Regions from separate parts of the Gossypium hirsutum genome. Here region 2 is linked to region 1. The links are chromatin contacts, called in public Hi-C maps. All regions are on one chromosome and are shown on one strand. The core of a region is the stretch at or near the end of the contact, and the rest is flanking DNA. Distances in the headings are between cores, read along the strand shown.

Region 1 (7,476 bases), core at 2,948-5,447:
CATCATATTTATGGTCCCAAAACCACTATTCTGATTTCACTAAAAACGGGCTTTTACAAGCACATTCATCCTATCACGACAATGAGAAAACACTCCTATAGTTAATGGGTTGGTAAGTACATCAGCTATTTGATCACTTCCAGATATATGATTAACTTGAAGTTGCTCACTAAGAACCTTAACATGCACAAAATGCAAATCAAGTTCAACATGCTTAACTCGAGCATGTAATCTCCCTCAAGATCCTTGCACACCACATCACCACCATTCGTCAATGAACTTTCAACAGTCAATGCCAGCTCAGATGCACTAGAAGCAAACTGATAAATCCCATTTACCTCATTGCCCCGAAGCAATATTCGACGAGTTGCTAGATCCTTTATAAAGCAACAAGTGGGATAAAACTCAAAATACACATTATTGTCTTTGGCAAATTTCGACACAGATAAGAGATTTTTGTGAATGGTAGGTACATACAATAAATCTTTAAACAAAAAAGAGTGAGATCCATAAGATAAAACAGACTTACCAACATGAGAAATGGGTATTAACAAACCTAGAAGATGAATACGTCTGATTAAGAAGCCCATACTGCTTAAATCCAAATTACCCAGACACTTAAGATCCACACAATCCAAATAAAGGTGAAACAAGTAGCCCATTTTCAGCTAAACACATATATGCAAAAAATAGGCCTATGACTTGTTTGTGAAGTGGGCCGACGAAAAACATAACCCAATTGACTTGACCCATCTGACCCCAAATTAAGGTTAACATTCTCACCCTCATTTTCATCTTACATCGCATCATATCTATGATAGCAATGGTGGGCAACATGCCTAAACTTGTCACATATTTGACATTGTGATCATGTGCCTCCTCTAGATTGCCTACAAGAACCTTTGTAGCCACGACCAGACTAGAACACCTAAGGTTGCGGTGACCAGCGTACGTGGAAAGATCTGACGACGATGATTCATATGATTTGCTGTCCACCTCAAGATTTGTCGAGAACAACACGACTTGTGACAAATGAGCTTACTAATGAGCCTCTACATCTAGAAGAGCCATCAAGATTCCTTGTAAATAAAAATAAACTCTGTTTGTTGTAACGATAGAGACCACATGGTCATATGCCGATGGAAGCCCATTCAAAACAGGCGATTGATGCTCCTGCAAAAACACTAGTTGGCCACACCCTGCAAAGAATCACAAAGGTGTTTAATCCTTTTCAGGTAAGCAGACATTGGCATATCTTTCTTCTTAAAACTGTGAAGTAAATATCTATATCGCATGGATTTGGTGGTGGGTTGACTGCCAAAGATCTGTGTTAGGGTTTCCCAAAGTTCAAAAACCGAAGACGAACAGCCAACCAACTGATTTTGCAGTGAAGCACTAATAGAGGAAAAAAGCAAGGCACAGAGGACGGAATCTTGCTATTCATAGTGGACATAAGCCAGATTTTCAACTGGAACACCATCAGCCCCAACAATTTCTCTCAGCAGCACGATAATCGTTCCATCAATAAAAGATTGCAAGTGATGGGTTTTAAGAACCAACACTACATGTTGTTTCCATGCCAATAAATTACTGTCATCGACTAAAATTGCTATCTTTTGTGATGCAAATGCAAATGGATTAAAAAAAATCTTCCATTTGCAGAATCTCCTATACATGCAGAATACATCAACATAGTAAGTAACAATTACTAAACTCTGATACCCTAATAGAAACAGAGAGCTGAAAGGAATGAATTCCATTGATCTTGATGTGTAAGCTAAAGACTTCTCATACATATATTTGTAGTTACAACAGGTAACAAAACTACCTTGTAACTAAATTCATAACTACTTGTAACTAACAGTAGTTACTCTAATAGAATCTATGTTAAACAGGTGTCTAATGAGAGTTTTAACCACCATTTCATTCAAGTCAATACTTATAATTTAAATTATACCATATAAGATTTGACATATCATCTAACGGTTAAATTAATAAATTTAATAATAAAAAAAATTACTAATATAACATTAATAATTTAAATATATAATTAAAATGTTTAAAGTTTAACTACGTCAAAATATTCTATACAATTAATTCATAATTTTAACTTAAAATTGTTTTATCATTAATGAGAACACAAACCCTCTAACTATGTACTCGTCCACGTGATATATATATATATATATCAAACGTCTGCCAATTCATTTTCAACAAATAAAATCAACTTGACTTTCTTTTTTATTTAATTTATGTTAAATTGAAAATGAAAAGCAGACTGAAAGTATTTAATTATTCATCTCAAATCGCAGCGGTGGCCCAATGAATTTCCATATATGATATATATTAAAATATAAAAGAAAGACTTATACCGCACTTTGACCCTTAAACTTTACTTATTTTCGAATTGGTGCTTAAATATATTAATGTCATTTTATCTCAAAAGTTATCAGTGTTCCAAGAGGGTTAAATTGGTAAAATAATAAATGGAGAAAAGAATTTTAAATACCAAAGTGTGAAAGAAAATATAATATAAAAATAAATATTACTATGCTTTTCATTCCAAAGGAGGAGACAATGTGGCCCAATCATTAACCTTGTAGTAGAATAGTTTATGAGAAGTTGTTCACGATATTCACACTTAAATCAAATCTATTTGCAGTAATTATTGGCGTTGCCCAAACCCTAATAAAAAACAAAAGAAGATTTCGATAGGGGTGCCAATAGCCATATTAATGTAGATTCCATTTGCTTGATTATTTGTTTATGTGATCATTAATAATATTATGTCTTTTGTCTTTTGTCTTTTTTCCTTCCTTGATAATAATTTTTTTCCTGTATATGTTTGTTGGGTTGTGTTAGTGAGTATCATTGGGACAAAACCCACAGCTTAAAAAGTAAAAACCCATCACGTGATGCCTTCCGATTCTCATACCAAACCACCCCTTTCTTCCTTTTTATTGCTTTCCTCGGAACTTTACAGTTATACCTTTGCCTTCACATCCTTGGTAAATATCTTTCCATAAACCTGCCCCACTTTCCACTATTATTTATGTTTTTCTCTTTAAAAATGTTTGATCGATTAAACAGGCTTAAAGCTCAATAATCACATGCCTTGCTACATCTAAATAGTAACAGTCGGGAGCTAAGTAGCGCCCCACTAATTTAAGGAGCAAAGTAACTTTTAGTTCCCTGTATCTTTGTCTAAATAAGACTCACTTGATATAGATGGCAAAGGTTAACAACATGGTCATTGTTGATCCTTCGTGTAGAACGAAAGGATAAACCAAACGGGCTTCCCTCTATCAATTACCATCATTCTGCTAAAACATCTACTTGTTTTCACCATTATAACACACTATTTGTACAAGAAAGACCATCTTGGAATGCCCCACGAGATTTAACATGCAACCCAACTTGTTATTTGAACAAGCATCAGCAATTGCACTAAATAAACATCTACATTTTTTTAATCATTACAATATTGGGAGAGAGAGAAGGGGAATAACAAAGTTTGAACTCATGTCATCTAGGTGTTAGGGAAGAGCTTTAACAACTGCTCTAAATAAGTCTTAGCAGTATAGCCCTTACTCTTCAAAAAAATAAGTTTTATATTTTAATAAGAAGTCCTATAAAAAAATTTAAAATTATATTTTTTAAAAGCCAAAAATTATTTTAAAATTCAAAAGATAAAAATAGATTTGATTTTTTTAAAAGGAAAAATTCGTAAAGGTGAGAAAAAAGGAAGGTCTTATTTACGAGTCTCATTGTTCCAATACAGCATGTATTCCACTATAGTTAAAATATTTTAGAAATTTTGATTCTAAACCTAGTCTAAATTAAGTGATACCATACATGCATATAAATATAATACTCATTTTCATTTACATTAAAGAAAAAGGATATATTCCAAATGGGTATTATGTATGAATGGGGTTTGGGTAGCAATATACGATAGGAAAATAAGACGGGGAGTATAGAATATTCAATCACGTCACTCTATTGTGTTTATGGACCACTATTGACTACACAAACACTAGTTTTTTCTTTAAATTTGGAAAATATATCAACATAATTGTAAGTAAGAATCGGATTTAAATATTTTTTATATACTAAAAGCAGTAAAGCATTATAGCTAGTATATGAAATATATATAGTAATGCAGCAGGATGATTGGACGTGGACGGTCCAAGTTGAACCTGTTGCTGGGGACACTAGGAATTCTTTGGGAGAGAGAGTTGTAGTATTAGATCGTGACGGAGTGGTGTGGCACATGCCAAATTTTGTGTAATTAAAAGCCTACCCCTGTTGGCGGCTTTGGCAACAAACTTTCCAACCCGTGCATGAATAAAGAAAGTTAGATTTGACTTAACCTTAAAATTAATTAATCAATACGCACTAACAATTTTTTAATATAATTAATATTTGTTTTCTAATTTTTCCATATTAATCTTATATAGAATAAGCCAGAATACATGTTTGCACTTTTTAAAATCACTGTTAACCACGAATCCCAAATATGAACTATAAAATAACAACAAAACATATCAAAAATATACAAATACTTTTTAATCATTATTATATAAAAATATTTGATTGAATTTACGTCACAAATTGAATCACATAATCATTAGCCTTATCAAGAACCTAAGTTGTAGCCTATTAATCGGGTATGCATTTACCCAAATATTAATTTGTGTTTGAATCATCATTGTACCAAAATAATTATAACCTTGTAAAATATTACCTTTCCTTTTAAAAATTACAATTATCTTAAGAGTGTGTTTGGTAAACCAAATGTAACATTACACCATGTAATCTCACATTATGGAATAAGATTACAATACTTGGATTTAATCTTACATTCTCAAATAATGTTAAGATGATGGAGGATAGGGTGTAATCTAAATACCACTCATTCCTTAGGTTATCTTAGATTACAAGTAAAATATTAAATTTTAGATCAATTTCCCTTTTATTTTTATTATTTTAATTAATTCCGTCCTTTTTTCTCAAATAAAATTTAAGTCAAGTTTAAAGCCGAAATCTCTCTTTCCTTAAAATTATAATTATTATATTTACTGTAGAGTTTTATTTATTAGTATATTAATTTTATTTATAAATTTATTCCAACATCGTATATTTATTTATTAATCTATAAAGTATAATAAAAAAAATAATCTTACAAAAAAAGTTCTATTAATAATAAGAATTTAATAAAATGTGTTTTTAATTAATCAAATATATCTTAACCAAATAAACTAAATAGAGTAATATAACATAACCTTACATTAATCCCACAATTCTATTATTAGAGGTCCAAAAAGATTTATTTTCTTAAAAGGATTAATCACACCTATAGTTAAGCCCCCGATTAAACTGATGTCACAAGTACAAACTTAGTTGAAAAAAATGGTAAAAATAAAAGTTAAAACCATTAAAACCCACAACCTCATGTGTGACGAAATCTAATATGTATGCCTAGCGTGGATGTATTAAAGAAAACAACGAAGTTGCGTGACATTACTAATTACAGGATGGGAAAGAAAAGATAGAATTGGCGATCAAAATTGATGATTTTGTACCTTTATTTCACAAATCTATAATGATGTAATTTTGGTTTAATTTTAAGACCTGCTAACCTATAGTTTCAATCCACGCAAAACCTTTACTTTTTTATATAAAAATATCAAAAAGCTGTTTCTTTAGTTAGAAAAGGCATATTAATTATTATTTAATAGTATTAAGAGATGGGATATTTCAATTAGTTAAAAGGAATTCATTCAAATTAGAGTAACTTCATTAATTAAAACGATATAATTGAGGTATATTAGAATTTAACTCATTCACAAAATAAATAAAATATGGACAAAAATAGATAGGTTATAATTTTATAGTTATTTTCTTTTTCAAGGTAAATCAATTTTAGATAAAATGAATAGTTGACACAACAATTATATGATGTTTTAATGCTGCATCTGGTTATTAGTCTAATAACATGAGTAAAAAGGTTATTTAATACATATGTTTTAAAATAGTTACATATAAAATAAAAAATAATTAATACAAATTTAAACATACAATTAGAAAGATAAATAAAAATTCTCGTAAAAAATAAATTTTCAAAATAATACTCCAACCTAATGTAGCATATATAATTCATATATATTTTAATTTTGTAATTATATTTGTCTCTTTTTATAATTTCGCCACTTGAAAAGATTTGAAAGAGCGGAGAATTGAAAATTACTCTCCATGCAAGCAAGGGAATCCATACACATATTCTTCTTTCTAAAGATATGCTTGAGTGTCACGGCTTCCAAGTTAGAGAGGAGAGTCCTACAATTGAAAACAAGTGTTGAAAGCAACATGTTAGCACTAGAGGCATTATGATCAATCTTATAATAGCAATTTCAATTTCAACTTCAAGCTTCCACATGTTAAATCTCTTAGCAAGCTCTAAACATCCCTAAGCTCTCATAGTTTCACTTCTAAACTCTTCACATATGGAATGTGCCATTATGATCCAATAAGCCATCTACCGTTCTCATCTCAAATGAGTGCTTTCGCACATGCCCTACTTGGAGTTGCCAAAATTGATCCGTCAGAATTAAGTTTAGCCCACTCTCTAGTCGGCTCTTCCCATCTCATTTCCACACTGGTAGGCATAAGGCATTTACTTTTCTTTGTAGTGATTGCAAAAAACTCACTAACGTGTTCCAAAGTCTGTTGAACCATATTTAAATTTAACAAGGCATACTAGAAGATGATATTGCTACATGTAATCTAGATTTCCTATAAGAAAAACAAATACCAAGTTCTAAGGGATCAGTGGTCGATGATACCAAGCTTTTGAGTGAAGATTTTCAAGCAGCCATGACCTACAATTTCTATCATTAGAAATATGAACATTCTATGTACTACATACCTTGTTCCATCAGTGTTCACTGATGAACACTGCTGGTGCACTTTCTAAGGAGGTGAAAGTTCATATCGAACATTGTGTCCATATCCAAGCCTTGGTTATTGAGAGACTTTGTAAGAAGGATGTTTAAGATGCATTTCCACAAAACTATTTTAAGTTTAGAAGGTAAATTACTCTTCTATAAAGTAGTTCATAGTTGGTGATCCCTATCACTAATTTGCAAGCTTCTCTTACCTGCTAGGTCATGAGCATTGAAAAGTGTAAAAGAACACTTTTAAAGCAAAAACATTATGCCAAATTATGGTCTTGAGTATGAGACAACCTAGGGGTACTTAAAAATATATTAAAGATATTACTAGAAGTTTAATTAATAATGTAGTTTGCCTTAATCTTTTTCATTCTTAATCTACTACTGGGCCTTCTTTTCCTCTCCCATCATAAGAAAAACCTGTGAAAAATTGTCTAGATGCTCATAAACATATCCACTTATTTGTTCAGAAACATATAAAGTTGCTATCTATTGGAAAAAGTCTAGTTTGAAAACGGTTTTC
Region 2 (7,476 bases), core at 1,482-3,981, 33 kb after region 1:
ACAATTTCTTACCCGTCATCTTCTCAATCGTAGTTAATCTCATACCCTTTAAGGTTTGGAGCAAAACTTGCCACTGTTCATTGCTAAGCCCAGGCAAAGTGTTTGCTTCAAATCATCAGTGTTATCATTTGAAGACGATACTCCCCCTGTGTGGGTCCGGACAACATTAGCTCGCTGCCCCCCTCGTCCTCGACTGTTTGATTGACGTTGGCCTAAATTCTTGCCACGGCTTCCACCCTTCATAGTTCCTCGGGGTCGATCTCCCCACCATTCAAGATAACCAATAATAGCAAAACAATTATCAATATCATGTCTAGGTTGTTTGCAATGAGAACAAACCCCCCCATTTCTCCTTACTTTCTCCATGACCTCGACTTTGCACTACCATAGCCATCACATCGGAGCGATCTTCCATCTCACGAGATATGGTTTTCACTCGTTCTTCTTGAATAACCATCGAATAAGCCTTGCTCAAGGATGGCAACGGATCGTTAGCCAAGATGCTAGATCTAACCGTGCTATATGTCCCATCCAATCCCATCAGGAAGTGGTGAACTTTTTCCTCTTCTTGTCGCTTTTCCAACTCGGCTGATAATTGACAAGTACAATTCTAACCGTGCTATATGTCCCATCCAATCCCATCAAGAAGTGGTGAACTTTTTCCTCTTCTCGTCACTTTTCCAACTCGGCTGATAATTGACAAGTACAATTCCCGCATTTACAAGTCAGCAATTGATCAAAAATCGCCAATTCATCCCATATCAGTTTCAATTTTCCAAAATAATTGACAATAGTTAATCCTTTTTGCTTGCATTCTACAAGATCAGATCTGAGTTGTTGGATTCTTGGACCATTGGCCATTGAAAATCTCTCTCGAATATCATCCCACAAATCCTTAGCCACCTCGACATGAGATATGGTGGATCGAAGAGTTGGTTCAATGGTATTCCGAATCCACGAAACTAGCAATGAGTTAATGGTCCACCAATCTTCAATGTCGTCTGATGTATCATCTGGTTTTTTAAGCGATCCGTCAATAAATCTGAACTTCTTCCTAGCACGCAACGCCGTTCGGAAAGAACGAGCCCATTCTTCATAGTTTTCCCCTTTCAATTGTACTTGAGTGATTGCAAGTCCAGGATTATCAAGCGAGGTTATACCTTACGGAGAAATCATTTTTCGCACAATCGCCCCTTCGTCGAATTTGTGACCGGAATCACCTTTCCCACCAACCATTAGCAAAACTTTACACGTTCAAAACCTGCTCTGATACCATGAAAAAATAACAAGAATTGTGGGAATTTCCTCTGTGTTTCATTCTTCCCAAAATCAAGAACATATATACACAGTAAAATACAAAGATAGAAACCAAAATATTATCTCCTAAACTTTAGCATCTAATCTCCTAATTAAACCAAAATATTATCTCCTAAACTTTAGCATCTAATCTCCTAATTAAAAGAAAATAGATATACACAAAAACTACCATACATATTTACAAAATTAATTCCAATATCTAATTTGTAATAAATATATTAATAGTTTAGTTTTTTTAAGCATAGAATAAAAATATTACTAATAAAATAACTAATTTAATCAAAGATGTAAAAGAATTAAGATAAAAGTAATAAATAATGTATAATTAAAAATGTTATCAGATTTATTGCACTAAATTTATTAAGAATTTTTTTTTGAGAGGTTAAATATATTTTAAAATTTTTAAATAATAGAATAATATTTTTTTGGGTGAAATAAAAAATAGAATAATTTAAAAGTCCTAAAAACTAAGATGCAAATTTTATAAAAAAAAAGTTTTTTACAAAAAATCCCATAATTTAAAAGAAAATTGAGGCGGGGTTGGGTCTGTCTCCCCCAACTATTCTCCTAAGTTTTAGATAAAGGAATAAAATTCTCCAAACACTAATTTACCTAATCACAATAATCTTGAAAATTCCAGATTTTACTTAAAAAGTATTGAACTCGATTGATAAGTTGCTAGATTCATGAAATAGAAAAATGGGTAGCTATGAACTATGATCTATGATCTACATTCTCATATCTTACCTACTTTACGAATTTAGAAAATGAAGTGAAATAAAGAAGAAAATTTTCAAGCACACCTTTCTCTCAATAAATAACTAAAACTATATAAATTTATTTAAGTATACATCATTTGTGGCTAAAATTCCCTGCATGTTTTGTCATCAACCTTTTATTCTCCACTATCAACTTACGGGTTTAACAGTATGTAAGTTTTTATTTCTATACAATTCCTATCTTTTATCCTCCTATTTAAATGTTGAAGAGGAATATGGGTAATTCTAACTTTAAAAGCATTTTTTAGTTTTTCTTTTATAATGTACAATTAAAATTAAAATTATTTCAGATTGAATTTTTAAAATTCAAAATCATAGCTAATTTCCAATTCTGTATCACTTTTCCAACTTTATTAATTTTCTGAAAGTGTAAGTCTTTACTCTGTTAAATGCACAACCTAAGCTTTAATCCCCTTTTACTACTACTACTACTTTTTTTTTTAATTTTTGTCTTCATTAAGCTTTTAGGGTGCCATAATTTGGGTTGTTTTCAGAACTTTCATAGAGCCCTGATGCAGGATAGCCATTTGTTTGCATCCACAAACAAGCCCATAGGAGTCTCCATCTACTCAAAGCTGGTTTACCATCACAAGTACTTTCTTTTGCAACTTGGATTACTTTGGACCCAATAAATTACCTTGGACCAAAGCATTAAATATTTCTCTTCTTTGGACTGAATCTGGATCAGCACAACCCATGTATTGACCTGCTCCCCCCTCTTAATGCTAATATTACACTTCTCTAATCCACTTTTTAACTGTAACATCAATAAAGAATTAGCACTAATATGCTTTGGATTCAAATTTTATAATATAATTATTTTCCTAAAACAAAAGAATTTTTGATAATTTTATATTTGAGTTGAGACTCAATTGATTTGTGATAACAATTTAAATAATAATATATACAAATACAATTATGAAAAGAAATACTTTAAAATGAAATTAATCCAATCAAATAAAATATACGAGTAAAAGTTAATTTTGTGTGAGTTTTAAGTCTGTTGGTATCACATCCAAATGTTTAATTCTATTAAATCTTTTCTCTCACCTTAATGCATTTTTTTTTTGAAGTTTTACCAATTTCAATATAATCAATCATTATAAGTACTAAATTAAATAACTAGCTCAACTCCAATTAATTAATTAACCTCGAGTTGAAATCATAAAATTTCTAGGATTTCAATCTTATCATTGAGTCAAGACTTTATTTGCCACCTTGATATAAAATTTGCATGTTTATTTTGATGTAAAAAATTATTAGATAAATTAGGAAAATATGTCGATTTAAAATGAAATTTAAGGAATTGGACCGATTTTTAAAAAAATTAGGAAATAGGTTGATTTTGGGGGTGTTAATGTAAATGTGGTGAAAGCGTGCCCTATTGAACATGTCTTCATTAACGTGGTGGGCCTACAAGGCAAAAGCTCACCCTATAGGCTTGCCATGTCAGCAACTGTCAAGCAGGTAAAATTAGGTTTAAATTAAGGACGTTGGATAAAAAAAAAGGAAATAATATGGTCGTCAAGTCGAAATTTTAAAAAAATCGAGAAAATTGTAATGGTTTTTATCTTGAGAATCCCAAAATAACTTGTCAATTTGAACTTTTTCTTAAATTGTCTCGTCTTTTCCATCAGATGGAAGAGTTTGTGTAAAATGGATGTAGAATCTCGGGCTGAATTTTTCAAAAGCATGGTTATAACAAAAAAACGTTTTTCTTATTTGTGCGTAGTCATGTCCAATCTTTTCCAACATTTTGAAAAACGTTTCATATCTGATGGTAGAGTTTTCCTATAAAATGAAGATGATATGAAGAGGGTTTCCAAATTAAATTTTGAACTGAAGATTTGCATGCAGAGGAGAATATTGTTGATGTTAAAAATTTGAAGTTGTTTTATACGTTTGCTCGAAGAAAGTTCGTAGTTGTTGTAACAAAAGTTGGAATATTGGCCCAACAAACTAATTTATTTCAAGTAAGTAAATAATTACTTCTTGTTATTCCCTTGTTTAAATTTGATTAATAAGTATTTATTTTTTGTATAATATTATCGTATTTATTTTTTATTAAACTTATGAAATAGGTTTTTATGGCAAAGATGAGTAAAAAAATTTTATTTATTATGATGGTCAAATTCATGACATCAACATCGTGGTCATTTTTGTATCTACCCAATCTACAGATTTGGCTTCCAGCAAGAGCATCGAACTAAACGAGCTTTTGTCAAGAGTTAGAATAAAAGTCTCAGATTCAAGCCGGATGAGAATTTAGATATTGAAATATAGATACCTAACGTCAATGAACCCTATAAGATATGATGCATTTGAGCTAAATGGCAATTCGGAATGTTAAGTTAATGCTTAATGCGCATTTCTCAACTAGGAATGTTGTAGTAAAGTTATATGCTCGGTTTTTCGATGTAGAGGAAGGTGGTCTGAGTCCATCAACAGTTCTAATTAATATGTTTTAGAGTTTTGGCTAGGAACAAGAAGCAAAAAATTCAATGAAGAGGTCATACGATAGTTTCACGACATTGTAGCAAAGCTCGTATAATTAATACATTCAGATTAATGATTTTAAAAACATAATTACCTAATTAGATTAATTAATACCTTTCGGCCTATAATTTTACCTAATCAGTAATTTAGACCAATTTATCTTTCAATCTACTTAAACTAAAAGGGACAATTGAATTTTTACACAATAAGGTCTCATTTGCTCTTCATTGTCTAAATTTTGATTTCTAGAGTTGTCAATTCCAAATTTTGATTTCTATTCAATTTAGTCCAATTATTCGGTTTAAGCCCTAAATCTTAAGTTAATTACTCAAACACTTCAATTAACCAATTTCCCAAGAATTTTAGTTCCTATTCATCATAATCAAACAAAGCTCACTCACTTTCTAATTCATTTAAACAATTAAATAAACAAAAAGTAAAGAGGTTTAGAAATTTTTAGTTTAGATTTGTAAAGTCCTTGTTTTGTTGATTGTGATAGAGAGAACAAAAGATCCTTTGTTGGTCGATCTGATTGCAACTTTTAATGAAGAAAAAGCTAATTTGATAGCTATCCAACACTTCTTCTTTTTCTTAATTCGCATAGAATGAATAATTTCTTGAGCTATAAGGATGTTGTCTATTATATTTCGTCTAGCTATAAAAATGACTTAATTAGACGCAATCAACTTCGAAAAGATAGGTTTGAATCGATTGGCGATTAATTTTATCACCAACTTTTAAAGAAAATTACAAAAGCTGATCAGACGAAATTAATTAATAGTGTTCGAACTTTGGCTTTTGGAGATCAAAACCAAAAGCGTCTTGCTAACGTTGTGATCCATGGATCAACCTGAAAAGATACGTCTCACCCATTTGCAAACCGAATGCTCAACCACATGCCATTGATTTGGAAAAAAAAATAGCATGTAAGTCATCCGATCTCAAAGCTTTCTATGGTCCCATATCAAAAAAAGCTTTTCTGGATTTCCCGTTAGAAACTTCCATAACAAGAGAATCAAGAATATAAGAAATCCAATTTAGAATATTTACCTATCAAAGGAAAAGTACCTCGTATCCACGTATCAGAAGAATATAGGTCTTAGAAAAAAGTAAGAGTCATATCTTGTAAGCGGTGCTCATCATAACACTAAGGGTGGGTTTGGATGGGGGGTGTGTTTATCTGCGATTAGTGTAAAAATAGCGGTGGCGGTGAGATTAGATATTGTAGCGATACTGTAGCGTGAGACAAAAGTACGCTAAACGCACCGCACCGTACCCAATCACCCATCCAAACTCACCCTAAGACCCATCATCGATTTTAATAGTTAAAATATGATTCATCTTACTTTTTAGTAAAGTTTTACTACGAAAGTATTTTGTGTTCCTATCTTCTTGGGATAACCAATCGCCTCGAGGCTTTTGCCTTCACAAAAGGTCCTAATCATCTAAAATGCGCTCAAGTTCAGCCCATAGATATAGTTTAAGATCAAAAGGAGAATTTGACCATTTTTTATCAAGAGCATTTTGGACACCTTTAAATTTTCGAGAGATGATGCGCTTCCTTGTATGAGTACTACCATAAAGCTCCTTATTCCATCTCTTCAAGTCTGAAGTGAGTGAATTAATGGAGTTCGTAATAGGAAGAGTGGGATCTCATCTCCCATTGATAAAAGAATTAAAAGTAGGATGTTTAGTCCATACTATTAAGAAGCGAAATGGTTGAGATACCTTCTTTTTAACAACGTCACCTAGATAGATGAAAAGAGGTATATGATTGAACTTTAGTTTAGGGAGATGGTAAACCAAAGCTTCTGGAAAATTTTGTTCCCACTCCATATTTCCAACTGTCGTATCAATTCTTTAAAAAATTCTCACCCTCTGCCACGTAAGTATAAGCTTTTTAAACTCGAGATCCCTTAATTTGTTATTAGCCAGAAAATCCATAAAGAGTGAACATCCATAGGTAACTGGCTGTCCTCCTCTCTTCTCATCAAATGACATGTAGGAATTAAATCTCCCACTAAAATCCAAGGTAAACGAGTTTGAGCAATTACATGAGTTAAACCTTGCCATAAAAACCTTCATTTACTTCTATTAGTACTATTGTAAATAAAAGTAGCAAAACTTTTACAGACACCCTGCCCATCAATCCAACAATGAATAAATTGGGGATGATTGAGAATAATGTCTAAATTCACAAAATTCTTCCAACAAAGCCATATTCCTCTAAAAAACCCCATAGATTCAATTCTTTAAGAGTAATGGAATCCCATTTTCAAAATAATTCCATCAGCTTTTAACCTATTAACTCTAATTTCCAAAAACGCAGCAACCTCAACCTCATAATCCTGAAAATAATCTCTAACCACATGAACAAATCTAGGGCTAGCACAACCCTAACAATTCCAGACAAACAAATTTAGAAAAATCATAAAAGATAGTTACAAGAAAGTACCGAGAAAGGCTTATAACTCAGCAGAGGTAGCTTCAATACCCTTCACTTCCATTGACTCCATAAGATCCTCAACAATCAAATTTGACTTTAAAGTATCAACACTATAATTCATAGACTCAGAAATAGGAAGTTTAGAAAGCCCACGAACCTTGAACTTACTGCCCTTGTTCTTTAAAATATTGGGTGGCTTCTTCAGTCTTTAATTAACACTTCCCATCTGCCCATGTCTTTGTAAATCAAATTTCATGTCAATATCCAAGTTTCTTTCAGCCAAAGCCATGTCTTCTGGAATGTTTGGAACACTATTTTCGTAGAAAGAAACAACAAAATATGCTTGGTGTAACAACCCATTTCCAGTGGTGTTGGAAACAATGATTTCAAGACCACAATTCTGACGAGTGAGTCCGTAAATATTATTATTTAATATTC

The links. Hi-C and Micro-C count contacts between places; a contact is called where the count stands out from the background.
Region 2: a contact with region 1 is called in a Hi-C map of leaf, with 2.6 times the contacts expected there. The contact joins two enhancer-like sites. A contact is called at or near these places in 11 of 34 Hi-C or Micro-C datasets (cotyledon, leaf and stem).

The regions. Positions count from the first base shown.
Region 1 is chrD06:14,466,529-14,474,004 of Gossypium_hirsutum_v2.1, forward strand. No RefSeq gene overlaps it. Among protein-coding and RNA genes, the nearest start is that of LOC107901071, 14 kb to the right of the region's middle. Within about 2 kb of position 4,198, at least 3 of the 9 cell types and tissues checked have an H3K27ac peak or open chromatin away from gene starts, as enhancers often do. A contact at or near this core is called in leaf, where this site is marked.
Region 2 is chrD06:14,501,145-14,508,620 of Gossypium_hirsutum_v2.1, forward strand. No RefSeq gene overlaps it. Among protein-coding and RNA genes, the nearest start is that of LOC107901069, 8.1 kb to the right of the region's middle. Within about 2 kb of position 2,732, at least 3 of the 9 cell types and tissues checked have an H3K27ac peak or open chromatin away from gene starts, as enhancers often do. A contact at or near this core is called in leaf, where this site is marked.